5 separate regions of the Mus musculus genome follow, and all the other regions are linked to region 5. A link is a contact called in public HiCAR-type and promoter capture Hi-C data. All regions are on one chromosome and are shown on one strand. The core of a region is the stretch at or near the end of the contact, and the rest is flanking DNA. Distances in the headings are between cores, read along the strand shown.

Region 1 (2,700 bases), core at 56-2,555, 950 kb before region 5:
CGCAGTACATAGAGTCCAGGGGCCAGTAGCCAGGCCTCTTCTGCCTCTCCTGAGGGCCTGGACCACCTGTGACAGACCTGGAGCCCTGAGCAGAAGACCAGTGTCAGAGCCTACTCTGATTCAGAGCCACCTCCCCCTACATACTTCCTGCTCTCCTTTCTGCCCCGTTCCCTATCCACCCGACTAAGACTATCATCCAGGATCCATCAGGGACTTTGGCTGGCCTCCAGTTCCTGGAGAAGAGACTCTGAGAGTTCAGAACACATGGAGGCCTCCATCACTCATAGGGTGCTGAGCAGACAGAATTCCTCAGGGTCAAGTCCCTTATCTGAAGTTCGGGGCTCAGTGTTCCCACTGAGGACTGGGACAGGAGAGTTGACCACACCCCACCCAGAGGTTACACACCACAGGATTTCTAAAACAAAAATCACAATGTCCCTGGGTCTAATTCTATCTTTATGATCCTTTAACTACCTCCCCTGCCCCAGGAACTCTAGCTTCCAATCCTTTAAACTCCAGAGTAGCAAGAACCTAGGGGCCTCCTAGAGTAGACACTAGCTTTAACAGCACCTGAAGAGCAAAGTTGCTAGGTGGGATGGAGGTGCTACAAGAAAAGGAGCCAGGTGGAGAGGGAAGGGAATGGTCCCCAAACAGGTGTCTCCTAATCACAATGTCATGCCAACATCTGCCAAGGGGATAAACTTTGTGAAAAAGCTTGACCTGATCCAACTCTCCCCTCAGGCAACCAGTCTGGGCCAAGCCATCCCACAGCAGATGAGCTGGACTCTGACTCACGCCTCTGTACACTTTCCTTCTCAACACTCAGTCCTTTGGCCCAGGCTTGGAGAAGGGTTCAACACTGGGGTTAGGGAAGACACTTTCTGCCCCGCCAGGCCATGTCCACAGACAGGAGCAGCCCTGCTGACTCATGCTCACACAGTCTTCACCTCAGTTTCGGAAAATTTGGATTTGAACAGTATTTTAATACATGGATTGTGAAGATTCTTCCAAAATCAATTTCCGTTTTCACCTTCCTGTTCCTGCAGCCCTCGAGAGACAGGGATCTCTTTTTAAAATGAAATAACATCATCCTGTCCTCCTTTTGGGGAAAATGCTTTAATGTGAGTTGTCTGAATCGGTTGGAAGCAAGCAGCAAACCCTGGTCGGTTGTCTCTTTAAATCGACTCTGCAGTGTGACGGGCAGCCGGCCGCCGGGCTGGGAAGAACCATTCCCGCTCTGCCGCAGGGAGCCAGGGCACGGCGCTGCCGCGGTCCGCGCCTCCCCCAGTCCCCATGGTTACAGCTCCTGCTTCCCGGCCGGTCCTTCATTCCCCTGGCTGTTGCTGCAGAAATCCGGCGCGCAGGCGGCTGGCGTCCCCCAACCCAGAGCTGGAAACTGCCTGCAGAGAGCGCATTGGATGCCTGCTCTTCTCGGCTCTGACTCACTCCCTCCGGGTGCAGAGCTCCGTCCCCAGCGCAGTGCTCTGGCCACAGCCAGTCGCCAGGCTGCAGCCCTGCAATCTGTTGATAACTCCACTTATAAGCTCCAATCTCATGCCTTTCGTCATAGAAAGCTGTTCCCTAGCACGAGGGACATGCCACATCTCGCCTGTGAGAAGCAGGAGACCTGTGCCTCTTCGGCTGCCTTTACCAAAATAGGTGAGAAGTTGGGTGGCTTTCTCCTGATGTCTGAGAAGGGAAGGGGAGGGGTAGGGCTTGTGCCCAAGCTACTGGCCGGCCACAGTGTCCACTCATGAGGGCCATTTCTGGAGCAGAAACGCTGTGAGAGATTCGGCCACTCTTGCTGTTGGGAAGGTGGATTCTGAATAACTTTGGGTAAGTCTAGAGCTTGGAGCCTTAGCAAGACCACATAGTTCCAGCCAAGCAAGAATGTCCATGCGGGAGACGCCAGCCCTCAAGATCTAGCTACATCAGGCGGCAGCAGCAGCTTCTGCCTGCCAGGTCTTCCTGGGCACTGAGAGATTTACTCAGGTTTATTTGACTCTCTTGATTTCAATTGATAATGCTGGTCTGGCTTGTGCAGCCCGAAATAACCAAGTTACGGTCTTATGTTGGGATGGCGAGCAGAGACTACTTAAGGGATGCTTTCCGGCTGCCAGGAGCCAGGTTTCCTCCCAAGTCCCAAAGCCCAGGTTGTTACCACCTCTCTGGGTGCCTCAGATGAAGCCTGAGCTAAGGACTCCAACAGGCTGGCCAGGTTCATAGGAGCCAGAAAGGGGCAAACTTGGGAAGGGACTGAGTGCCCCCTGAGTATACCTGGGTATTGACCAGTATCAGGCTCCCTTGCACTCTGACCATGCATTGTCTTTGCAGGTGGGTCAGCCTGCAGATCCCCATTCATCTTGACACAGTCACTCTGAGGTAGCCTTCCCAGGAGCTCGACCGTGACTGTGTGGGACTTGACCTTCCAGATGGCCATGGAGGCTAGAGGGGAGAAGGGTGCAACATAGTGGTCGGTGCCAGCAACCCCATCAGTGCGCTTGCCTCCCTAACTCTGCAGGGCTCATGGTGAGTACACAGCCCAAGGGGCCTAAAGCTTTGACCAAAACCCTGCCGTTCACATCAGATCAGGGGCTACCATCTCTGTTAGGTGGAGGAGGCCTGGGCAGGAAAGTAAGTTATGGGGTGGTTAGGCACTTAGCAGCTGTCCAGCCTGTGTCAGTCCTGGGGTGGGATAAC
Region 2 (2,700 bases), core at 41-2,540, 710 kb before region 5:
GTGGTGGGGCGGGTATCTCTGATCACGGTCTATGCACCAACAAGACGCTGACGGACAAATATTGGAGGATGCGAATTTTTATTTGAAAACCCATAAAAGCTGGGTTAGAGGTCACAGACTCACGTTCACACGGACCCTTTCATGCTGCGTCACACAGAAGTGCACATTGGTGGGGGCTCGTGCTCTCCTCTTACGACGCTGCCGCAGTGCCCACCCTGGTCTGCTTGCACCCAAGCCTTTTAGGTCATAGATGTTTGCCTCCAGTTTGAACGGCTGTTGTTCTGTGGGGCCCAAGCAAAGAGGGACAGAGAGGAGGGGCACAGCTGCTTGTGGCTCCCGACACTCACCAGCCACCTGTGGCCCAGCATCTAGAGCCAAGCCCCGCGGCAGGTGGTTTGAGACAAATGGCTATCATACCTCCTACCATCCTTTAACCTTCACTCAGCGACCCCCATCAGGCCCTAACGCTCAATGTTCTGGGCAACACCCCTTCTGCTAATCCCTTTCTCTCCATCGAGCTGTTTCCTTTTTTAACACCCAGCACCCAGCAGTCAGACCCGAACAGGAGCTGACGGTTTTGCCCCTGGGCCACCTTGGAGATGCACAGCTCCCACTGGCTCTCCCAGACCTGCAGAGGTGGAGCCAGCCCACAAGGAGGGGGTCTGCAGTCACCATGAACTGGGCGAGATGAGGTCCAGCTGTCCCGCCGCCCCTGCTACCCTACTATGCCCAGGATAAGGATTTGCAGCTTCATATGGGGTTTGTGCAGGCTGAGCAGCCATAATTCTTCCTAATGTCCAGGCTGCCACTGGCCTGTAGGGGTTTCTCGACATACCTTGAGGTCTAGGGACCTTTCCATCCACCTCAAGCCAGCAGAGCTGCTGCCCCCAACTGTCCCGAGAGGTCTAATGACCACCCTCCACCGGAGCCAGCGGGGCCAACCTGACTTCTAGTGGAGACCACAGGAAGGAGATGGCTGTGCTCCACCGCTCTGGCAGACATCGGATCAGTCAAATCACTCCCACATAGACTCTCAACCCCTACACCCATATCTTTGCACGTACATCCCACAGACGCACAGTCACACACTCTTGCACCCGCCCCCTTCCTCGCACCTCTCACATCCCTGCACCCTTGCACACCCACGCACACATGCTGGCCCCCTCGTCCCCATTCCAAAAGGAGAAACGTGGAAATGGCTCACAGGCAGTTGCTGCAGGACGCAGTCGCGGGAGGACAGGGATGCAGTGTAGATGCGGAGGATGCAGTTCCAGGCGCTTCACCACCAGGCGGGGCGGGCTAGGGGCTGAAGCCTGAGAGCGAGGCTGTGGTTGCCATGGAGATGCAGGCTGGAGGAGGGACCACTGTGGCTCAGGTGGCCTCACACCCCCTCCCACGGCAGATCTCTGCACTGTCTCTTATCACACTCACACACCTGACACAAGCACTTCACACACCCACGAAATACATTTCACATACTTGATACACACTTCACCCTCCCATACGCACATATTGCTTGCTTTCTTTCTTTCTTTCTTCCTTCCTTCCTTTCTTTCTTTCTTCCTTCCTTCCTTCCTTCCTTCCTTCCTTTCTTTCTTTCTTTCTTTCTTTCTTTTTTTTTGTTGTTGATTTTTGTTTATTTGTTTGTTTTTTGTTTTTCAAGACAGGGTTTCTCTGTGTAGCCCTGGCTGTCCTGGAACTCATTCTGTAGACCAGGCCTCAAACTCAGAAATCCACCGCCTCTGCCTCCCAAGTGCTGGGATTAAAGACGTGCGCCACCACTGCCCGGCTACATATTGCTAAGACACACTTCATACACAATTTACACCCCTGACACACACAGCATGCAAAGGCATACATCACACCAGTTCTCACATCTCATGTCACTTCACTGCAGGGGGGCAACCAGGAGACCAGAGGAGCCCTGGCTGCTCCTCCAGCTGGGATTCCAGGGGTTAAGGGAGAGCCTGTTCCTTCCCCTGAGATCTCACAATAGAAGCTGGGGTCAGGACAGCTGTGGTTGGCCTCTGACCTAGAGGGCGCTCCTCTAGACGCCTTTCCATGTCTGAATTTCTGGGCTGGAAGCTTTCCTAGGACTGGCCTTGTCTTGCTTGGTCACTGGTGCCTGAATAATGGTAATATGCAGAAGGCACTGGACAGATGTTTAGTTGATAGTATGCCTCGCTTCACACAGGGCATCTCTAGTGGCCGTGCTTCTCCTGGTCTTCCGCTCGAGGCAGCAGTACTCTCTGTTCACAGTTCTGTCTTGCTGTTGACTGGAATCCGCCTTAAAAAAGATTTATTTATTTATTTTATGTATATGAGTACACTGTAGCTGTACTGATGGTTGTGAGCCATCATGTGGTTGCTGGGAATTTGAATTCAGGACCTCTGCTCACTCTGGTGGAGCCCACTCAATCCAGCCTAAAGATTTATTTATTATTATACAAAAGTAAACTGTAGCTGTCTTCAGACACACCAGAAGAGGGCATCAGATCTTATTACGGATGGTTGTGAGTCACCATGTATTTGAACTCAGGACCTTCAGAAGAACAGTCAAGTGCTCTTAACCGCTGAGCCATCTCTCCAGCCCTGACTGGAACCCTCTTGCTGTCGTGAATCACGGCTTGTCCGCAGACAGGTATCTGAATTGTTCTCCTTTGTGTCTGTTGCATGACATGTAACAACATTCCTGACCAA
Region 3 (2,700 bases), core at 82-2,581, 570 kb before region 5:
CTTTCTTTCCCCATACATAAAGTGTGACAAGCAGAACGTGCAGCCTTCTCGTCTACTGTGCTTCCTTTCCTGTTAAGAGAGCTTTCTCCTGCAAGGGCAGGGCTGCCGGTCTTTTCATTTGAGATTCTTTACTTCCCTTCATCCAGGAGGGCACTTGTTATCAAGTTCAGGATTTGAGTTGGCTGATGGCTGTTCCACTTTCTATGGGCTTCTGTGTCAGATGAGATTCTCTGTCACTCAGTGGTTCTCAACAGCAGTGGTTCTCTACATGTGAATTGCCACCTCTTTGAAGGTTGAACGGCCTTTTCACAGGGGTCATATATCAAATATCCTGAACATCAGACATTTATGTCATAACTCATAGCAGTATAAAACTTACAGTTATGAATTAGCAATGAAATGGTTTTATGGTTGGGGGTCGACACAATATGAGAGACTGTATTGAAGGGTTGCAGCATTAGGAAGGTTGAGAACCATTGGCAACAACTCTTTATGTGTAGCTGTTTTCAGTGAGGTTTCCCCAGAGTTTTAAACATTAGAACTTGAGGATTCCATTGAGGATTTGTTTATTAAATCTGTAAGCCTGTGTCTTTCACATATTTGGGGAGTTTTCAGCCAGTATCCCCTTCTTGTGTCTGCAGACCCACAGTCTATCCTTTCCCAGTATCCCCTTCATTGCGTCTGCAGACCAAAATGTCCGAGTAGAATTCCTGGGCACCTTTTGTTTAGCTTTTGGAAGAGCTGATTTCATAGGACGAGTGGTCCTGAGAAACCTTTACAGTATTTTCCACAACTTTGCACTATGTCCCATACCCATAAAGACGAGAGTCCGGATTTCACCACATCTTCACGTTGGTCCTATGGTTATATGAGTTTTTCGCTGAGACTTTCTGTTTGTTTCCATTTGTTTCGAAAGAATTGGCAATTGCAGAAGCATTTTCAAGGAGTCTGTTTTCAGGTCCTCACAGATGGTCATAACATTTATCCTTGCCTTGTGAGTTTCCTGGTTTTTCACAGGATGGGTGGTTCTCTGCAGATCTCAGACATTTTGGTTTTGTGTTATGAGACTCCTTGATTCCTTCTTCTGAGTAGGTGAGTCTCTGGTAGGCTTGGCGTGCTGTGCTGCCCTTTCTCTGGACTCTCTATTTCAGTGACTTCATTCTTTCCAGAGCTCTTACACAGTTATCTGGTCTGCCTCATTCTCCTGTTCCAATTGGAACTCTACAAATCTCCAAGGATGCCACCTATGCTGCACGAAATGCTTCTCTTGGGTACACTGTCTGTGCTGGTGATAGGTTCTGGGTGGGGTACATAGATATAGCCCTCACTCCACTCTGTGAAAGACAGGCCACCTGTCTGGTGGCAGGGTCTGGGTGAGGCTCTCCTTCAGTGGTTATCAGTATGGGAGGAAACCACCCCAGCCTCTTGTTCATGTCTGGTGGTGCTCAGGACCAGCAAGGACATTGACTGCTCTGCCACAGACGGAGACGTAGAGCTGCTGATGTGCCGTGGAGAGGCTCTTACTGTATGCATCGGACACAGGCTAATGGTTCTCTTACATCTATAAAATTGGCTCTGGGACGAGATCTCCTTTATCGCTGCAGCTGAGGCTCTGGACTTCGTGCGGCCATGAGGACAACGCTCTGGCCTCTGAGTTTAGGGTCTCTTCTCACTCTCGGGGCAGCTCTCACTGGTAAGTTTTTCTGCTTTGCATATTTATACACATAACATGGAGGAAGCAGTAGACCTTGGGTGTCCAGGTCCAGGGGCATGAGACTCTCTAGCTATAACCAGCTGTCTCACTCAGCTTGAGGAAGCTTGGACTTCCCAGGGCCAGGCTGTGACATACAAAGGTCTTGACACTTGAGGGTCCTCCTGTAATATCAAAAGTGTAGGTCCAGCCCAAGCACAGATGAGTACAGAGCCCAGATGCAGGGCTAAGTCTAAGCCTGGTCATGGGGAGTGCAACAGTGTTTCTGGTCCCTGGGACCTAGATGAACACCAAATGCCATAGATCTATAGGTCCTTCTTTGTCCAATGTCAACTCTGGCTGTGTTGGGGCCATAGGATAGTGGGAGAGCTTGATAATTGAGCAATATTGAGTGTTACAGAGCTTCCACTCACTCTAGGGTAGAGAATATGGAAGGGCTGACTTCTATATGGAAGGGAAGGCATGGGAGGTAGCAGTAAGTTCAGGCTGTGTGTATGTGTGTGTGTGTGTGTGTGTGTGTGTGTGTGTGTGTGTGAGAGAGAGAGAGAGAGACAGAGAGAGAGAGAGAGAGAGAGAGGGAGGGAGGGAGGGAGGGAGAGAGAGAGAGAGAGAGAGAGAGAGAGAGAGAGAGAGAGAGAGAGAGAGAGAGAGAGAGAGAGAGAGAAGGGGGGGAGAAAAGAGCACTTAAAGACATGGCAAGGCTTGTAGCAGGGGAGGAAAGCAGATTGTGGGTCCTTGAAGCCTACTGAGAAAAACCTTTCACTCCGTGGTTGTCCAGGTGCCCAGAAAGGAGGTGACCATGGTGCTGAACTGAAGTCACCCAGTAGTAATGGGGACAGCTGCAGAGAGTGAGACAAGCTGGGACTTGTGAAGACAGTTGTGCATAGGGTTGCAGGTCCTAATGACATGCCTTTATGTAAGAGGCAAGGCCAGAGTACACTACTACTTCCAAGGAGGAGCAGGGCAAGGAGGATGAGGAAGCTTGGGGG
Region 4 (2,700 bases), core at 57-2,556, 650 kb before region 5:
TGTGTGTGTGTGTGTGTGTGTGTAACACTTGAAAGTTCTAAGGCAGGCCCGGGAACTGATAGGGGACAACTCAATTTCCTTACATTGATTTATATGAGTATACGAGGGAGAAAGACGACTTTTTTTAGACTGCCTCATGAAGCTCAGGCTGACCCTGAGTTCCTGACCCTCTTGCCTCAAATCTCTCATATGCTAGGATTACTGGTGTGTGCTGTCACACCTGCCTGAGTTTTGGTAGCGTAGGCTACAAAGTGAGATATTGTCTCAAAAGGAAGAAAAATGTGCCTAGATTTTAAGTTTAAATTTCTAGGCCAATTTCCCACCATGGAGAAGCCACATCTTCATTGCCAGCAGCCCAATTTCTTCTGGCTTCCCTATGAAACCCTAGAATCTTGGGCATGCTAGGCCAGGCCAGCTTGTTATCCTCCATGCTATATATCCTCAAACCTGAAAGATTTGGAATATAGTGAAAAATCTCCAGATTGGGACTGGAGAGATGGCTTGGAGGTTAAGAATGATTGCTGCTATTGCACAGGACTGAAGTTCAATTCTCAGCACCCAGTCAAACAACTCAAAAGCCCCTGTAATTCCAGGTCCAGAGGATCCACTGGCTTCTGGGCGTATCCGCTAACACATGGCATACACAGACACTTCAAATAAAAATATAAAGGGCCCCCAATGGAGGAGCTAGAGAAAGCACCCAAGGAACTAAAGGGAACTGCAACCCTATAGGTGGAACAACAATATGAACTAACTAGTACCCCGGAGCTCTTGTCTCTAGCTGCATATGTATCAAAAGATGGCCCAGTAGGCCATCACTGGAAAGAGAGGCCCATTAGACTTGCAAACTTTATATGCCCCAGTACAGGGGAACGCCAGGGCAAAAAAAGGGGAGTGGGAAGGTGGGTATGGGGAACTTTTGGGATAGCATTGGAAATGTAAATGAGGAAAATACCTATTAAAAATGAGAAAAAATATAAATAAATGAAATTGAGTCTTTTTGTTGTTGTTTTTCTCTGTCTTACCATGTAGCACTGGCTCTGGAATCCACCAGGCTGGTCTCAAGCACACTGAGAGCCACTTACTGGCCTCTGCCTCTGGTGCTGGGGATAAAAAGTGTGCGCAACCACAACATAAGAGCAAATATAATATTTTATATATATATATCGTCTTTCCAAAAGAAAAAAAAGGAGACTATCTTCAAATCCCTGAAAAGAACCTCACATAAGCTCAGGAATCCTGAGAATGGAGCACTACCGGGCCAACCCCGTGCCCCTGCTTATCCCAGAGTGCTCGAGTCAGGCGCATGCGCAGTCGCGCACGGAACCCAGGCGCGCCGGAACCCTGTGAGCAGATCCAGGCCCTGGCGGAGGCGGTCCGACTGCGAACTCTTCCGACACCAGTGACATGAGGCTGTGGCCGCAGGCATGGGGTGCCGTCCGGGGCGCTTGGCGCGAGTGCTTCCCTCTGCAAGGTCACGATGTAGCACGCTGGTTCCCCGGCCACATGGCCAAGGGTGAGGCCAGCATGGGCTGCAGGCGGCACGGGCGCCGGTCCTGGCGGTTCCTTGGTTCGCCTTCCTGGCATCGGGTTGGAGAGCTGTTTTGTGCTTGATACTTTTGAGACGCACTGAGTGGTCCCTTTAAGTCACATGCAAGCTGATGTCTGAGTTTATAGGTCACAACTTGGCCCCAGGCAGCTGTAGACGTAGTGCGGTCCTAGGCTGCTGTTTGCTGTGGTCTTGGCTGCCGCAGCCATGCGAGATTATAGTGTGTGGCAGAAAAGGCGCCGGGAGTGTGAGTGGACAGGTGGCAGTTGCGGTGCGGAGCCTCAGTGTTTCTGTGCAGTGAGGGTATTAAGTCCGCACAGTATCAGGAACTTCCTGATTAAGACCATCTTGTGTGAAATGTACCTTCCAGAACCATCGGGGCACCGTGGAACGTGGCTCAGAATGCTGCCTCCTTTAACCCTGTGTGCACTGATGGTTCTCAGATGTATTCCCCTAGGAGAACTTAAACTTGCCCCCTTTGGCTGTTTCCTTAGTGCCCCTCTATTTTCTAGGACTAAAGAAGATGCAGAGCAGTCTGAAGTCGGTGGATTGTGTTATCGAGGTTCATGACGCCAGGATATCCTTTTACGCTGTAGAGGGGAGCACCTCTGCTCGACTGTAAAGGCAGCAGCAGGATGCTTTCCTGGTTCCTCTCCATCTCCTTCAGACAGTTTAGTCTGCTCTGCCTCTGGTCCATCATTATGTCTACAGCTGCGACAGCTTCTTTTGTAATTACTGGGACATAAAGCAGTGTTTTCCAATTCTCATTACACATTAGAGTTCCCGGGAGGCTTTTACATCAATAGCTAGGGCCCTTTTAGATCAGAATCTCCCTCGTGGGGTCTAGGCTGGTGTTTTTATTTTTAGGCTCCCATCTGATATCTCTCCCCCCCCCCCCCCCCCAGACAGGGTTTCTCTTTATAGCCCTGGCTGTCCTGGAACTCACTCTGTAGACCAGGCTGACCTTGAACTCAGAAATCCGCCTGCCTCTGCCTCCCAAGTGCTGGGATTAAAGGCGTGTGCCACTACGCCCGGCCCATCTGATATCTTATTTGTCTCAGCCTCTTGTTTACTTTGATATTTTTAGGGGTAAATTATGAAACCGGAGATGAAATGATCCTACTAACCTGTCCTTTCCTCTTGTCCTTAAT
Region 5 (2,700 bases), core at 118-2,617:
AAACTGACACAAATACTTACACCCAACCATTGGACTGAAGTCGGGGACCCCTATGGTTGATTTAGAAGAACTGAAGAAGCTGAAGTGGAGGGCAACCCTATAGGAAGACCAGTAGTCTCATCTCACCCAGATCCTAGGGAGCTCCCAGAGACTGAGCCACCAATCAGGTAGCATAGAGAGCCTGGTCTGAGGCCCTTAGCACATACATAGCAAAAGAGGTCCAGGTCTGGCCTCAGTGGGAGAAGATGTGCCTAATCCTTGAGAGACTTGAGACCCCAGGGAGAAGGGAGCCCTGGTGGAGGGGAGCATCCTCTCAGAGATTTCAATATATTACATATATTTAAACGTAATATGTAAAATGTAATTTAACATATTACATTTAAATATGTGAATACTTAAAAAAAAATAGCTCTCAGCTCCAGCACTATGGCCTAATGGCCTGCCTGCTACCATGATTCATGCCATGATACAAATGTACTGACCCTGTAGAAACTGAAACCAAGCCCCCAGTAAAATGCTTTTACAAAATAATAATAATAATAATAAAAAGAAATAGATTTTTAAAAGCAACTAGATACTTTATGTGATTGGGGAATTGGTGCTGTTGTATAGCTGTAGAAACTGTTATTTTTCTGGAGTACTTGTCCTCTAGACACATATGGGCCATTTATGGGGTTGTCTGGTCTGTCTGGGGTGGTCGGTCATAAAACAGAGGACTGAGTGATGGGGATGGGGGAGGGCTGACAAACCATCCTAACCATCAAAGCTGGGCAGGAGAATCACAGCGTACGCCCACCTTGCTCTACGCTTTTGTATAAACTTAAATTTATCACAATAAAAATATCGTTCTACCGCCCCATACACAGAAAGGTGCAGAAAAGTTCTGAGAACCGAGGTTTTGTTCGGACGCGGTCCCAGCACCCCCTTGGCAGAGGCGCTAAGATGGCATCAAGTTCTGGACGGCAAAAGGGCGACTGCAGCTCGGTAGGGTCACAGGACTTCAGGCCTGGTGCCACAGGCCCTGGTGCGGGCCCGCCCGTTCTGAAGGTGACAGGTGTGTGACCTACAACAACCCCACACTAGGCCTGGCATCACAGGGAGACAGCAAGCTGGCTTCTCCTCAGTCAGGATCCCAGTCAGCCCTCTCCCGGGGTTCGCGTCCGCCCGCGTGATCTCCTCAGACCTCGACAGGCAGCCCGCTCACCCCCGCCAGCTCACCATGCCAACCCAGGCACCCTTCAGCCACTACCTCTGGCCCCCTCAGGCCCGTGGAGCAGGTCTGCTGAGCCCTCGGGCTCCATACCCAACGGCTGCGGTCTGGTGGCCATACTGCTCCACTTCCTCAGCTGCCGCAGCAGCTTCCAGGCTGTTAGACACTGCACCTGCGCAGTACGCTGCGCGGGGAAACACGAGAGGACCGCGTGGCTAGCTGCTGCGCATGCGCAAGGGTAAAGCCATGCCCCCACCACCACTACCACCAAATACAAGTCCGATTTAAACGTGATAGTCGGAGTGAAGACTTCCAAGCAGTGTTTGGCCAGTTTCAGAGGCAAGTGCATGAACAAGCATAAAGGCCTCACCCTCTACAAAGGTTAGGTCGTCAAAGTTAGAGTTAGGGTTAGAATGTGGAAATTTTCTGCCCTCAGACAGAACGGTGATCCTGAGCGGACCCATGATGCCTGCTGAAAGAACCCCAAGGACCTTCCGTGAACATGCTAAACAGCCCAGTTCCCAGTTGCCAAGAGACCGTTCACCACTACTTCAAAAAAGCCTGTGGGTGTCTCCAATCATGCTATGCCTAAGCCGTCTTGCCAAAACAGTCCAGGTCTGAGCATTTCTGGCACATTCTACACAGTCCTGGGAGGTCTCACCTTGCTCATCTATGACACGGGTACAGAATTTCTTATACCACAATACTCCAGCAGTTTATTAAGTGGCCATAGGGAAATAAATAGTATGATATATTAAGAATTATGCATTGTTTTCTTGAGGATCAAGACTAAAATACTATGTGTAATAAATATTAAAATTATATATATGTATGTATATATATATATATATATATATATATATATATATAAAGAATTCTGCATTCTGCTTCATTGAAGACCAAGAATAAAATTATATATGTGTGTGTGTGTGTGTGTGTGTGTGTGTGTATGTGTGTGTGTGTGTGTGTGTGTGTGTATGTATGTATATATGAACTTTTCTAAAATAGACTATACCCTGGAACACAAAATAAATATTTACAAATTCAGAAGGAATGAAATCACTCCTTGTGATTTGATTATTTGATATATTGACAGGATTAACAGAGCACAATCATATACATACATATATATGTGAAGGTGATTGTTTATATATATAATTTTTCATGATTATAAATGTGAGAATGTAATAGTTACGTGTCTGTATATTTTAAAGGGCAGCAAATAGACACACACTCCTTTCCTACTTATGATCGTTAATCTTCATTATCAACTTGATTGGTTTAAGAATTACCATGGACCACCAAACCCAGACACTATTGCATATGCCAACAAGATTTTGCTGACAGGACCCTGACATACCTGTCCCCTGTGAGCTTATGCCAGTGCCTGGCAAATACAGAAGTGGATGCTCACAGTCATTCATTGGACAGAGCACAGGGTCCCCAGTGAAGGAGCTAGAGAAAGTACCCAAGGAGCTGAAGGGGTCTGC

What was found. Promoter capture Hi-C pulls out the DNA fragments that hold promoters and counts their contacts. HiCAR-type assays count read pairs that join an accessible place to other places.
Region 1: a promoter capture Hi-C map of embryonic stem cells shows a contact between it and region 5, with 3 times the contacts expected there. The contact joins the promoter of Adgra1 here to the promoter of Syce1 in region 5.
Region 2: a promoter capture Hi-C map of embryonic stem cells shows a contact between it and region 5, with 19 read pairs. The contact joins the promoter of Caly here to the promoter of Syce1 in region 5. A contact is called at or near these places in 1 of 39 promoter capture datasets (embryonic stem cells), 9 of 484 Hi-C or Micro-C datasets (bone marrow-derived macrophages, embryonic stem cells and liver), 10 of 115 datasets of contacts at active chromatin or transcription factors (SST interneurons, bone marrow-derived macrophages, craniofacial prominence and 6 more) and 2 of 9 other capture datasets (liver and macrophages).
Region 3: a promoter capture Hi-C map of embryonic stem cells shows a contact between it and region 5, with 5 times the contacts expected there. The contact joins the promoter of Cd163l1 here to the promoter of Syce1 in region 5. A contact is called at or near these places in 10 of 39 promoter capture datasets (the C10 cell line, cranial neural crest, embryonic stem cells and 6 more), 4 of 484 Hi-C or Micro-C datasets (bone marrow-derived macrophages, embryonic stem cells and nephron progenitors), 2 of 115 datasets of contacts at active chromatin or transcription factors (both in embryonic stem cells) and 1 of 9 other capture datasets (embryonic stem cells).
Region 4: a HiCAR-type map of embryonic stem cells shows a contact between it and region 5, with 6 times the contacts expected there. The contact joins the promoter of Mtg1 here to the promoter of Syce1 in region 5. A contact is called at or near these places in 2 of 39 promoter capture datasets (cranial neural crest and embryonic stem cells), 2 of 484 Hi-C or Micro-C datasets (bone marrow-derived macrophages and embryonic stem cells), 8 of 115 datasets of contacts at active chromatin or transcription factors (the SCID.adh cell line, astrocytes, embryonic stem cells and 3 more) and 1 of 9 other capture datasets (adipose tissue).

The regions. Positions count from the first base shown.
Region 1 is chr7:139,832,869-139,835,568 of GRCm38.p6, forward strand. Adgra1 (adhesion G protein-coupled receptor A1) reads left to right here and starts at 1,306. Exons shown (of 8, transcript NM_177469.3): 1 at 1,306-1,659; 2 at 2,335-2,529.
Region 2 is chr7:140,081,258-140,083,957 of GRCm38.p6, forward strand. Caly (calcyon neuron-specific vesicular protein) reads right to left here and starts at 1,291. Exons shown (of 5, transcript NM_001190385.1): 1 at 1,205-1,291.
Region 3 is chr7:140,216,936-140,219,635 of GRCm38.p6, forward strand. Cd163l1 (CD163 molecule-like 1) reads left to right here and starts at 1,332. Exons shown (of 14, transcript NM_172909.4): 1 at 1,332-1,693. The coding sequence starts at 1,630.
Region 4 is chr7:140,136,258-140,138,957 of GRCm38.p6, forward strand. Mtg1 (mitochondrial ribosome-associated GTPase 1) reads left to right here and starts at 1,307. Exons shown (of 11, transcript NM_199301.2): 1 at 1,307-1,516; 2 at 2,062-2,126. The coding sequence starts at 1,408.
Region 5 is chr7:140,786,487-140,789,186 of GRCm38.p6, forward strand. It overlaps Syce1 (synaptonemal complex central element protein 1), which reads right to left and starts at 1,368. Exons shown (of 13, transcript NM_001143765.1): 1 at 1,250-1,368. The coding sequence starts at 1,328.